2 separate regions of the Mus musculus genome follow, and region 2 is linked to region 1. A link is a contact called in public HiChIP or PLAC-seq data. All regions are on one chromosome and are shown on one strand. Each heading gives the region's core, a stretch centred on a gene start, on an enhancer-like site or on the middle of the called end of the contact. The rest is flanking DNA. Distances are from core to core; before and after follow the strand shown.

Evidence for each region. HiChIP or PLAC-seq counts read pairs in DNA pulled down with a chosen protein or histone mark.
Region 2: an H3K27ac HiChIP or PLAC-seq map of heart atrium shows a contact between it and region 1, with 11 times the contacts expected there. The contact joins two enhancer-like sites. A contact is called at or near these places in 1 of 15 datasets of contacts at CTCF or cohesin (the NIH/3T3 cell line) and 3 of 115 datasets of contacts at active chromatin or transcription factors (astrocytes, heart atrium and pancreatic cancer cells).

Annotation. Positions count from the first base shown.
Region 1 is chr19:28,326,997-28,333,227 of GRCm38.p6, forward strand. The region is part of intron 6 of Glis3 (GLIS family zinc finger 3); the gene reads right to left. Among named protein-coding and RNA genes, the nearest start is that of Gm35866, 34 kb to the right of the region's middle. Within about 2 kb of position 1,970, at least 13 of the 459 cell types and tissues checked have an H3K27ac peak or open chromatin away from gene starts, as enhancers often do. A contact at or near this core is called in heart atrium, where this site is marked.
Region 2 is chr19:28,748,016-28,754,054 of GRCm38.p6, forward strand. No RefSeq gene overlaps it. Among named protein-coding and RNA genes, the nearest start is that of Gm35922, 9.0 kb to the right of the region's middle. Within about 2 kb of position 2,611, at least 5 of the 459 cell types and tissues checked have an H3K27ac peak or open chromatin away from gene starts, as enhancers often do. A contact at or near this core is called in heart atrium, where this site is marked.

The sequences.
Region 1 (6,231 bases), core at 720-3,219:
TGGCACCTCCCACCAAAGCAGAGAGTAATAAGGGAATGAGGAGAAGGCAGTGCATTGACAAGTGTTGCTTAGGAATCCATCACTGTTGCCAGCACACTGCAGCCTCTTTGAATTCCAATGTGGAATGAAGACCAGTGGCTCTTTAGGGACCTTCCAGGTCTTCAGGTTGGAACTTCTGAGGCATCCAACTCCAATGGAAGGAGGAACTATGGGGTCCTCAGCTTCTCCAGGATGCAAATGAACACTGGTAAGATGACTCTTTCCTCAGGCACCCAGAGTACAGGGCACTTGCTGTCCATAATGCTGTGACTGGGTCTTGTAAACAGAGACTGCAACTGAATCTCCAGCTTGCTGATGGTCTGTCTTAAGGTTTGGGAACCCACAGCACAGGACAATGTGTCATTAGTATTGTGAAAACCAGCCACTGGCTGTCAACTGGATTTGTGAGCATGAGCCTCAAGACTGCATCTAAAGGAAGTGACTATCTCTACTGATTTGTGATGTAAATACCCAATGACATCATCTCCTAGTTTACCCCCCAACCGGAAAGTTTCCAAAGATTCACAAGAAGCTAAACATGTTGGGGAGACTTTGAGTGGATACTCAAATCCCCTGGGGCTTCTGAGCTTGGGCAGTGTGTTGCTTCCCACCCCTGCTGTGATGTGACCATCTCCCAGCTTCCCGACTTTGTGCCCACAGCCAGCAACTAGCACAGGTCTGCCATCCTCTTCACCTTGAAATGGGACAAAATCGGTGATGTCAGTTATAGTCCGCATCTCCTGGTTGAGGAGACCATCTCAAGCAGGACCCTTCTCTAGCTTCTTCCCCGCCTCTCTCCTAAATTGTGGGAGGCACCTGATTCCCTGGCTCATAGCAGACTTCCAAGAAACATTTTAGGAAACACTAAAAACTCAGTGTTTTTTGTTTTTTTGTTTTTTTGTTTTGTTTTTAATTCAGAGCTTCCCAAAGACAATCAGAAGTACCTAAAAGAATGTGTGGGTACATTTCTCTTCTGTGTATGTCCTTCCCAGACACCAAGAATATGTGTGTCAGTTAGTTTTCCATTACCTTAAGGATGGGTAAGAAATCAAGGCAAATGTTTCTAAGAAGAGAAAACCAAGCTATTGTTTGAGGCCCCTAGTGAGGGCAGCACAGCCAGCCAGGAATACCTAGTAAATAAATGGCTTACTTATTTCTCCAGTAAGCCCAATCCAGGAATCCACCCACATTTTCCTCCTGTCCTAAAGATCTCCCTAAGCTGACTTGCTAAATATTTCCCCACCTCCCAAATGTCACCTTTAACATGGATGGGTCTTTGGGGCCTTTAGAGGCCTGACCTAGATCTCAGGAACTATCAGAGTTGGCTATATCCTGCTACTTAGAAACTCGGTATCAGGCTCAGGGGCACAGTAGGATGACCCTGGACAGCTCTGAGTCCAGGAGGCCTATCTGTGGATCGGTGTTAGAGTCTATCTTTAAAAACCATTTTAGGGTTGACTTTTTGTACTTATCGTGGTAAACACAATGTCTCTTTTAGCTTCTGCACAGCTTCCCATTATGAAATACTTGTTCCAAACGATTGTTTTTCAGCTTTAATAATGAAGTCACCCGTCACAGCCTGACACGCTTCCTGTGCGTGGGAACGTGAGCTGTTTCCCTCACAACACAGTAACTCTTCCTAACACAGAAAAACAAGGCGCCGTCAGACGTGACTGGTATTTGTTTGTATGTTCGAGACTATTCTGCCGATGTTCACAGCTCTTCAAATGGGACAGGAACTCGACTTCCGTCATTTCTTTTGTTTGCTTCAGACGTGATTGAATAATCACCCAAGATTAAGTGAATCAAGTGGAAAAAATCAGGATGGGGAAAAGGCCAGATTCTGTCATTTGCAGTTCCATTACGTTGTATCCCAGGAGCAAAGGCATTCTGTGAGCCTGACACAGATAGACTTCCAAAGAAAACCAGGCACAATCAAAGGCTTTTTGTCTTCTCTTTCTCCAGTGAGCAGAGTCCACTTGAGCTAGGCATATTTATCCATCACCTTGTCAGGATTCCTTTGTTCTCCAGAAATCAAGTGCCACCAAAATATGTTTCTGAAGAAACCCAGCCAGAAGGAAAGACAAATAGTTTTGCCTTTTTCTAGAGGCTTAGGGTTTATCACCAGAACATTCTTATCAAGTATTCTTTCTCTGTGACACTCTGAGCAATGTGGATCTCAGGGAATTAGCTCATTGCCAAAAGGCTTAAAAATAATTACAATGAATTAACCTATTATATTAATTACAATTAATTTTCAGTTGAAGGTAAGAATTCCATCTCTAGGGGATTCCTCGGCACTGACATTCATGAAGTGGCTCTGCATATCATAGGTAATTAATTTCCAACAATCTGCTATCAAATTTGTTTCCTTTGGGGATGACCAATTTGCAAGGAGAAAAAAAAAAAAGTAAGAGTGAATAAAGTTTAGGAAATGGGTCTGGAAGAACCAGAACTGCCCAGTCAGGTAGCCTTGATTCTGGTTGGCAGTGACTGGTAAGACCCAAAATTGCACCCATCAAGATAGATGGACATAGCAAAATAAACAACTAGGTGTATACCTTAATAATGCCATGAGAAAACATTTCCAATATGCACGCAAATATAAGTTATTTAGTTTAAATACTGGTTGATTGGAACCATACACAGAAACACACAGTTTCAGAGCACATGATCTTGGGGGGGTCTCATAATTGTCCCTGTTAGCTCTGGGCTGGTGGCAAACATTCTACATAGCCTCTGGCACCTCCTGGCCCTATGTGAGTGGTAGCTACTTGAAATGTGACCAGTGCAACTGGGGAAGTGACGCTTTCATAACTGAAATGAAACATTATTTACAGTACTAAACTGCAAAGTAGTAGCGCCTCCCAGGGCACCAATCACTTTAGCCTCTGCCTAAATCCTTCTGGTAGAAGGGAGCTCACTTCCTTACCATTCAAGATCCTCTACTGATCAACCAGCATATTCATTTGGGGTGTGTGTGTGTGTGTGTGTGTGTGTGTGCACATATGCACACAGGTCATGAAATTTGAAAGGGGATCATGAGAGAAGATGAACTGACCTTAAGGGAGAGGGGAAAAAGACGGTAATGAAATGTATCTGAAATGAAAGCAGAAATGAAGACCATTTATGGGAAAGAGGAAACCAGACAGAGTGAGGGGAGCATACATTAGAGGAGATACTGGGAAAGGGCGTGGGGGAGATAATTAGAACAGAGAATGACACATGGGCATGGGGATATCTTAACAAAACACAGTACTTTGTAAGCCACATTAAAGTTATTAGAGGGAGGGAAGGAGGGAAGGAGGGAAGGAGAGTTTCATAGGGAGAGAGGGAGAGGGAAAGGGAGAGGGAGAGGGAGAGGGAGAGGGAGAGGGAGAGGGAGAGGGAGAGGGAGAGGGAGAGGGAGAGGGAGAGGGAGAGGGAGAGGGAGAGGGAGAGGGAGAGGGAGAGGGAGAGGGAGAGGGAGAATATGTGAATGAATTTTAATTGATGTTGAACTATTACTTGCCCACTGGGCCTTATGCCTTCCATTGGCCCCTAGACTACACAGAATAACTTTGCCCACAGTCAGCCTTTAAACTTCTAGTATTTGGAAAAAATACTAGAAAAAAAAAACATTAAAAAAAAAAACTTCAAAAGATGCTATAGGACAGCAGAATTTTAGTTCTGATGGGCTGTGTTCAAGCTTCAGTGTCTGCCTGCAACTTAATACTTCTTCTACAGGCTGAACATGATTTTTTTTTAAAATAATGATGAAAGGATGCTTAAGTAGGCACTGGTGTAGCCACGTAGCTTAACAAACCATGGCCCAGTGGCTGGGAAATGCCATGCAGGTATATTCACTGAGTGCAGTTGACTCTTGTAAAATGAGGATACCATAGCTGCCTTGCTTGCTTGAAGAACTGAGATAGAACAGGAGGTACTTAACATCATGTGAGGTGCACAAATGTCAGTACAGGACCTCCATGTAGCTTGTGATCCTATGTGGTCCTATTCACCACCCTCCCTCTCCTTAAAACTGGATCTCTGTTCAAACAATACCCAGAGGTAACACTGAATTGGCTGTCTGACTCACAGAGGCTCAAGAATCAATGCCACCCTTGTTCTTGACATTCTACAGTTTCCATTTCCTCTATTAACATCGCCTGAACAGACAACACCTTTTAAAAAGCCACGGTCTGCATTTCCAGCCGGTCATTACCTTGTACCTAAGGCTATGCTGGGGCTGAGAGATAAGGGGTGCATAATCTCACACAGTTCCCTGCCCTTGCTGAACTTCTGATCCACTGTAAGCAAAACAGCAAATGGGCACCTTGGACCTTTCCTTATGTGTGACAGTCTTTGTTTTTGAGCATTATTTATATTGGAGCTCACACTTGCTAACGCTCCATTGCTGTTTGCTTTTATGGAGCATTAGCTGTGTTTCATTTAACTCAACAGCCTATTGGCTGCCCCCCCCCTTCCACTGCCATTTGTAGAATACATTTATTTTCTGGTGATAACAATAATGGCATCTCTGACCAAGAACCGAATCATCTACAAAAACCAAAAACAAACAACAACAAAAAAATAGCCTATGCCCAACGAACAACATGTTACCATCAAATCAATAACCACTCAAATAAACACTATTCCATTGCGTCAACTATGAACCAGAACATGGGGTCTGGACTCCGACTTGGACCCAGCTTGAACTTTTATGTTCTTTCTTAGGAAACGTGTGACAACAGTGAATAGATTTTTCAGTATCTCTTATGACTAGTTTTCTCTCTCTGATATGGACACTCAGGAAACCTGATGTGCATTTATGTGTTATGAGTGCCTGTGGAGGTCAGAAGACAACTCAAAAGAGCAGGTTCCCTATTTCCAGCATGGGGCTCGGAGATGAAACTCAGATAGCCAGGTTTGGTGGCGAGCACCTCCATCTTGATCTGTCCCACCAGCCCATCTTGATCTGCCCCAGCTTATAAACTTGTTGCAAGGGGTGATGCAGACAATTCACAATATATAATCAGCGTTAACATGTGCAAACTGCTATGTCGATTAATCATTGGTTTGCACTAACATTTCCTGTGACACGCTGTATAGACTCCTAACATGTACTCTTATTTTTTTTTCTCTCCCTTGTTTAGTTTTTGGATCTTTTTCTCTGTCTGTTTACCAGGTTTTCTTTCTTGACAGTGTAGTGCCATGACAAAGAAAAATAACAGAAACTTTAGGTCAAACAATTCCAAATTCAAGTCTTACCTCAGCCCACCTTGTGGCTAGATACTTGACCTCACAAGGTTTCAGGACTTCCCTCTGTACATAGGGGCGATGACACTAATTCTGAAGGATTATTACAGTGTGGCCGAAGAAACCTTCACATAACTGCTCGAGTTGTTTACAGTTACAGTTTTTGTTCAGAAAGCCGCAGCACCAGCAACTGTTATAAGTGTTAAGGGCAATACCTGTGTTTCTAAACAGTGGGGCCTTAGCTTTAGACCCTGTCCAAGGTTAAAGAGTGTCCAATCAAGATGTGAGAGCTCTTTCTGAGGATTAATGTCACCCTGGATGATTCTGTCTAAGAAAACTGGAGCTCGTTTTCACTCTCTTAGAGATTAAGAAATATATGAGAAACTAGATGTGGCTAACAAACCTATTCCAGAACATTCTAGTGATGTTAACGTCATTGTTATTGACTTGTATCCTATTTTACAAAAAGCTGTGCCACTATCTCTTGCTAGCATGCACAGAGGTGGATCACTGAGGTTCAGACAGATGTTTCAAACATAAAAGCATGGAGCTGTGGGCTTTCCCCTGTATCTGTAAATACATTTCCTCCTGAGTGACTTACAAATGGGTACAGTCCAAAGTACGTCTCACAATCTGTCAAGCACCACCATGAGGCATATCTCAAATGCAGGACACAGAACTGAAAGTTGTTGGATTCTTTATTATATAAATAGGCACGTATTAATATGGAATTTGTTAAGGCACCATCCTCCTGCAGCCCTCGGGCCTGGCTGCAGAGTTGCGAAGACTCTAAGCGAGAGTAGGGATTACTTCTGCCATAGCTTTATACATCCCTCCCACACTGGCTTGCTGCACTAACGTGACCACACACATTCTGTCTCCTCTGTTCAAGTGTACTGTTTTCTTTCCCTTCAAGTATTCTCGGAACTTAATTAAAGCGGCCAGGATCTAGTA
Region 2 (6,039 bases), core at 1,361-3,860, 420 kb after region 1:
ATGTACTGACTCAAATCTTCCCAAAGGGCCATGGCTGTGCACACAGCATTACACATATGTGGCAGTCCCCACACCGCTGGCCTCACAGCCCTGCCCTGGCTCTATAGCTACACTGGGAAAGTTCATGGTTGCCTTCACTGCCCCCCTTCCTGCTCTGACCTGCAGATTCACCCAAACTGCTTCCGGACCTGCTGGCTAATGGCTGGCAGAAACAGTGGCTCACACACCTTCCTTCGAGGGAGCTGGTTTACCAACTCCTGGCTGTTACTTCATCTCTCATGAGCCTACATTAGAATCGTTCTGGATAATTCCTTCATCAGCTACTGCTTGCCTTTAACCTCCTTATAATGCTCTGTGGAGAAATAGCTTCTGACTGGTGACAAGGGCAAAAGACCCCAAAATGTTTTACTCCATTGAGACTTTGTAGAAAGAGCTTGGGAGTACATGATACCTATGAAATCCAACACTTGGATTTTTCATTTAACTTCAGGACTAAAATGTATTTAAAAATGGTAGAATGCCTGATTTTGCTCTTGGGAATACAATAAGCAGATATTGATTTCTGCTGAAGTTAACATCAGGAATTATTGAACTGAGAGGTTTACATTACCTTGGTTTCCACTTTAGTAAATATTTAGCTTGGAAAAATAATTATTCTTGATGTTAAGTTAAAAGTATATATATATACATACATACACAGATATATTACATATGTACATATATAATGCATAATTTATATATTTGTATATATGCAATATGTATATTCATGTGTATATATATATATGTATATGTGTTCTTTGATCCATAGTAAGGTGAATGCTAACTATACATACATACATATGCAAATTTACATAGGTGTGTACTTGCTCTTTTATAGTTTTCTATGTATTTATATAGTATGCATTTAAAACATCTCTAAAGAATATTAGGCTTTGTAAAAGAAGCAAGGTATAAAATAGCCTACCTGTGTTCTTCACATCTCCTGATGAAGCCATTCCTGCCCTCTGTTGTCTGTCCTTCAGTGAGTCCCTCGCTCTGTGCATACCATTCCATTGGCTCCTGAGACAGAAGTCAGTGGAGAAAGACAGACAAGTGAAGAGACCAAATTGTCGGCCCCACCCCTGGTTTTAGATCACTTTCCATCGGACAACTCCATCTCTGCAAGTCCTCTCTGTGTAAGGAGAGGCCGTAACAGAGGAAGGAGCAAGCCGTTGACTAGTCTGACCATAGTGAGAAAAACATAGTCCATCTTAGCCAACACCCACCTGCACCTGAGCAGCGCGAACGTACTAGGTTAGGAATCATGGGTGGGTGGTTAGCACAGTGTTATTAATAATTTTAAATTGATGTCATTTTTCACAGAAACTGTTAGAATGCATTGAGCCTTTGCATCTATCATGCCAGGTTATTTCTTCCCATAGCCCCATGAGGTCAATGCTGCCAGCCACGTTTTATAAATGAAACCATTGAAGCTAAGAAATGCTTAAATCCTTTATACATGGCCCTACAGATATTAACAGCTGGGGTTTGAATCAATGTCTGTTTGCTTTCAAAGTCTATCTTCTTAAACATTGTTTTATGTTGCCTTTTGCTGAGGAACAGAGCTGTGTTCAAGTGCATACGCCTTAAAGGCCCTACAAAAGCAGTTTGTTCATATTAAGTGAAATTGGGGATGAGAGCTGAGACAGAGACCTGGCTCGGCAAGGCCAAGGCAGGAGATAAAGGAACATCCTGCAGTCGGCCACTAATTGCCTTGACCTTATGTTGTCCAGAGGCCTGTTTCGTAGTTTTCTTTTGACGAGGACCTATTTCTGCAGTCGCTCACGAGTGCACACAGCATTCAGCACCGTGGTTCCTGGGTATTTGGAATACCTTCTGTCCCTGTCTGAGGGTCCATGAAGTCACACGTGGAGGGAATGCTGTGGACAGCTCCTGGCTAATCTACCTAGGGCACTGCTCTCCACAAGGAGAGAACATATCTTGCCTCACTGTGGGCAGCCCTCGAGTGATGGCCAGTAGGTATGGGCAAACAGCAAGACCTGGCTGGGTGACTCAAGAGTGGACTCCTCTAGCTAATGATCCATTTGCAGTGTTCCCCCAGGGGACCCTCTGAACCTTTCTTTTCAACTCTTTCACAGCTGGGCTTCTCCTGACCAAAGCTGCTCCTTGGCCCTGCTTCCCCCATCCCCCCACCATTGTTCTTTTGCCTCAGGAACTCAATAAAACAATTCTTGTAAATAGATTTGATGAACGCCCCCCTTTCCCTCCCATTCTCCAGCGGCAGCAAAAAAAAAAAAAAAAAAAAAAAAAGTCTCAGATTTCCAGGACTGAGCTAAACTCAGTCCTGGGATAGAACCCGAGGGGTCCAAGCTTCCAGGCACCCCACATTCCTTTCCCTGTCCATTTCATAAACACTCCTGGCCTGACCTTACGCTGACCTTGCGAACAGCTTCGGAAGAGTTGGCACCAAAAGTTAGCAAAGACGAGCAACCAAACTTCTTCAACGTAGCATGATGATTTTATTACATCTTAAACCGCCAAGCTCGGTTGAACAGCAGTGGGAATTACGCTGTCTAACTTGATGTTCCTTTCCCACTGGTGAAGGGAAAGATCTTGTAATGTTTGAAAAAAAATTATTTTTTTTGCAAGTTTGGAATGTTATCTCTCCTCTCCCTGTCCAAAGGAAATAAAATGTGCTAGCAGTTTAATGAGAAAAATTCTAAGTGGAATTCCAATGATCAACTGATACACTCTTTCGGGCTTACAAAGCAGAAGCAAGCCGGTGATACGTGGTGATGGGGTCCACGTTTGCTTATATGAAATCAAATCACTGAAGGGGGCCTATCAGGCCCTGTAGTCGCCACAAATGCCAGGAGAGACAACTATCAGGATAGGCAAGCCACTGGACATGAAACCAGCCTCATTTTTCTGAAGCCAGTGGGCAGAGCACATTCTTCTTAACACGGGTTTGCTGTGGGGTTTTTCCGCTCTTTTTTTTTTTTCTTTAATTTTTCCTCTTTTCATTTTTTTTTCTTTCTTTTTCAAGAACATTCTCCCATCTACGGAAGAAAGGAAACTCATTTTTTTTTTCTGCTGACTGGCTTGTGCACAACTGGAAATTATCAAAGAAATCGCTGTATCGTTGATGCAGTCAGAAAACACAGAAAACAGGAAGCCGATTTCCATCTGAGAATGAGGCCTCTCAGCTGAATCTCCCTTTGGGGTTGATGACCACGCTCTTTCCATCCTGGCCCAAGGCCAGTTTTATTAAACTTCTACAGCACCAGCTTATTTTTCAACCTTTCCCAACCAGAGCTTTCCTGATGGATTTCTCTCAGTCATGTGCACGGCTCTGAGTTTGCCGCCAGCAAAGAGTTCCACGGGACCAGGACCTTACCTTCTATGGGCAATGCCTGGCTGGGATTCTTGTGATCAAAAACATTAGGGGGTCTGTGGAAGGAGATGACTCAAGCGGTGAAATGCCTGCCCTGCCAGCCTAAGGATCTGATTTGAAACTCCAGCACCATGACATGAGACTATTAACAATAGTGGGCTAGAGGGAGAAGCATGTGGGCCTTACTGGGCAATCAGCATAGCCCAACTGATGGTCTCCAAGTTTGGTGAGAGATCTTGTCTCAAACAATGTCATGAAGGTTAATACATTGAGTTACAAAGATTCACCATTATTTTTACTAGGGTCTGTTCCAAGTTATGGGGGAGCATGGCAGGACTCCTAGTCCAGTGCTACAGAAGAGCCTTCTGGGATCTTCAAGCCTTGTCTTCAAATTCTCTTTGGAAGCCTTCTTAAGTCAACCAGTCAGGTCTTGTTGTTTGCCCATACCTACTGGCCATCAATTAAAAGCTGCCCACAGTGAGACAAGATATGTTCTCTCCTTGTGGAGAGCAGTGCCCTAGGTAGATTAGCCAGGAGCTGTCCACAGCATTTCCTCCACATGTGACCTCATGGACTCTCAGACAGGGACAGAAGGTATTCTTACCAGGGTCTGTTCCAAGTTATGGCAGGACTCCTAGTCCGGTGCTACAGAAGAGCTTTCTGGAATCTTCAAGCCTTGTCTTCAACTTCTCTTCAGAAGCCTTCCTTTGTTGGCAGGATGCCTATAATCCCTACCAAGAGTGACCTATTAAATACTGAGAGTGATCCAAGAAGGTACCAAATGTTGGCATCAGGCTTGTGCTACGTACCTAAGTACCTACACACATATATGCACACACACCAATGAATATGCGCACATACTGCCCACACACACACAGTTATTCGGAGGGCCATTTAGTCATGCTCATTCAAAGATGATGGTGGGCAGAAGAAGCACACGGGGATTGGGAGACCAGCTGTTCACCATGTGAGTGGAAAACCCCATAAACTCTGCAGACCGAGAGAAGGATCTAGAAAGACCACTTGGAGACGATGGCAAAGCATAAAATGTGCCTAATTTGAAGGAGAAAGAAATGGACTTAAAAGAGTTGGAAGAAGAGAGGTAAAAGAAAATAGCAAAAGAGAAATATAGTAGTCTCTTAATATCTGGGTGAGGTTCATTCCAAGATTCTCCCATGGACCCCTCCCCAATAAACCATGAATGCTCAAGTTCCCCATAGAATGACTAATATCTGCATACAACACACACAATTTTTCTATATACTTTAAAAGCATCTCTAGATTGTTCATGATGCCTAGTATAAGATAAATAATACATGAATAACAATGATAAAAATTGCCTACAAGCGTTCTGTACAAACACAATTTTCCCCCAAAATATTTTAAACTATGGCCAGTAGAATCCAAGGAAGTATAACCCTTCCCCCAGCCCCCCTGTTGCCGAATGAGACTGGATCTGTAACTCAAAATCAAACAAGGACAAAGAAAGAGAAAATGAGAAGTGAGAAACTACTCTGTTGTTTATTTGGTAAATTAGAAAGCAGTTTTATTAATTCCAAGAGACAGACTTGACCTAGAAAACCACCAAAAAGGAGTAAGAGGAGGAGAAAGAAAGTAGTGATCAATTCTTAATAATTAAAGATGGTTTTAAATGATTTGATTGCTTTAATGTAAAAAAAAAAGTGAGAAATTTAGGGCATAAAAATAAAAATTAATTTACTTTAAGAATGAATGTTAATGTTCTTCAAACACATTTAAGATGTGTGTAAACTAAACACAAGATTTGGAGCAGAATTCTGTCCAGTGCATCAGTTAAGAGCCCTAAGGCTCATTTCCCACAGTGGCAGTGCTTAGCATTGAAAAAGACTTTAATTTCTCAGCCTCGAGTGTCCCAGAACTGGAGTCCCCCCAACCTCTGTTACCTCAGCAAACGCGCCCTGAGCAACACTGATCATAGACCGGTTTTCCTTTCATATTCATGAAGTCTACCTACACAGTGCTTCTGCTCAGAAAGCATGCATGTGTAAATACTTTTAGTCTGCGCTTAGCACCGTCTGTAGCAAATGGTCGTGAAGATGAATACATTGAGTTACACAGATTCACCATTATTCTTGTTAGGGTCTGTTCCAAGTTATGAGGGAGTAGGCCGGGCAGTGGCGGCGCACGCCTTTAATCCCAGCACACGGGAGGCAGAGGCAGGTGGATTTCTGAGTTCGAGGCCAGCCTGGTCTACAAAGTGAGTTCCAGGACAGCCAGGGCTATACAGAGAAACCTTGTCTCGAAAAACAAACAAACAAAATGCTATGAGGGAGCATGGCAGGACTCCTAGTCCAGTGCTACAGAAGAACTTTCTGGAATCTTCAAGCCTTGTCTTCAACTGCTCCTCGCTCTTCAGAAGCCTTCCTTCATTAGCAGGCTGCCTATAATCCCTACCAAGCCTGACCTAGTACATACTTAGAGTACATACCACTGGTAATAAATGAGTGGCCATGTTATAAAACCTGCTGTGCTGGGTTAAACCTGAATAAAAGCCGAATGGAATATATATTTATAATACTTTTAAAAATACTTGGTCGTTCTTATTCAATCTTATGATATCTCTCAGACTACAGAAGAAGTCTCAATCGATAGAGCAGCTAATCACT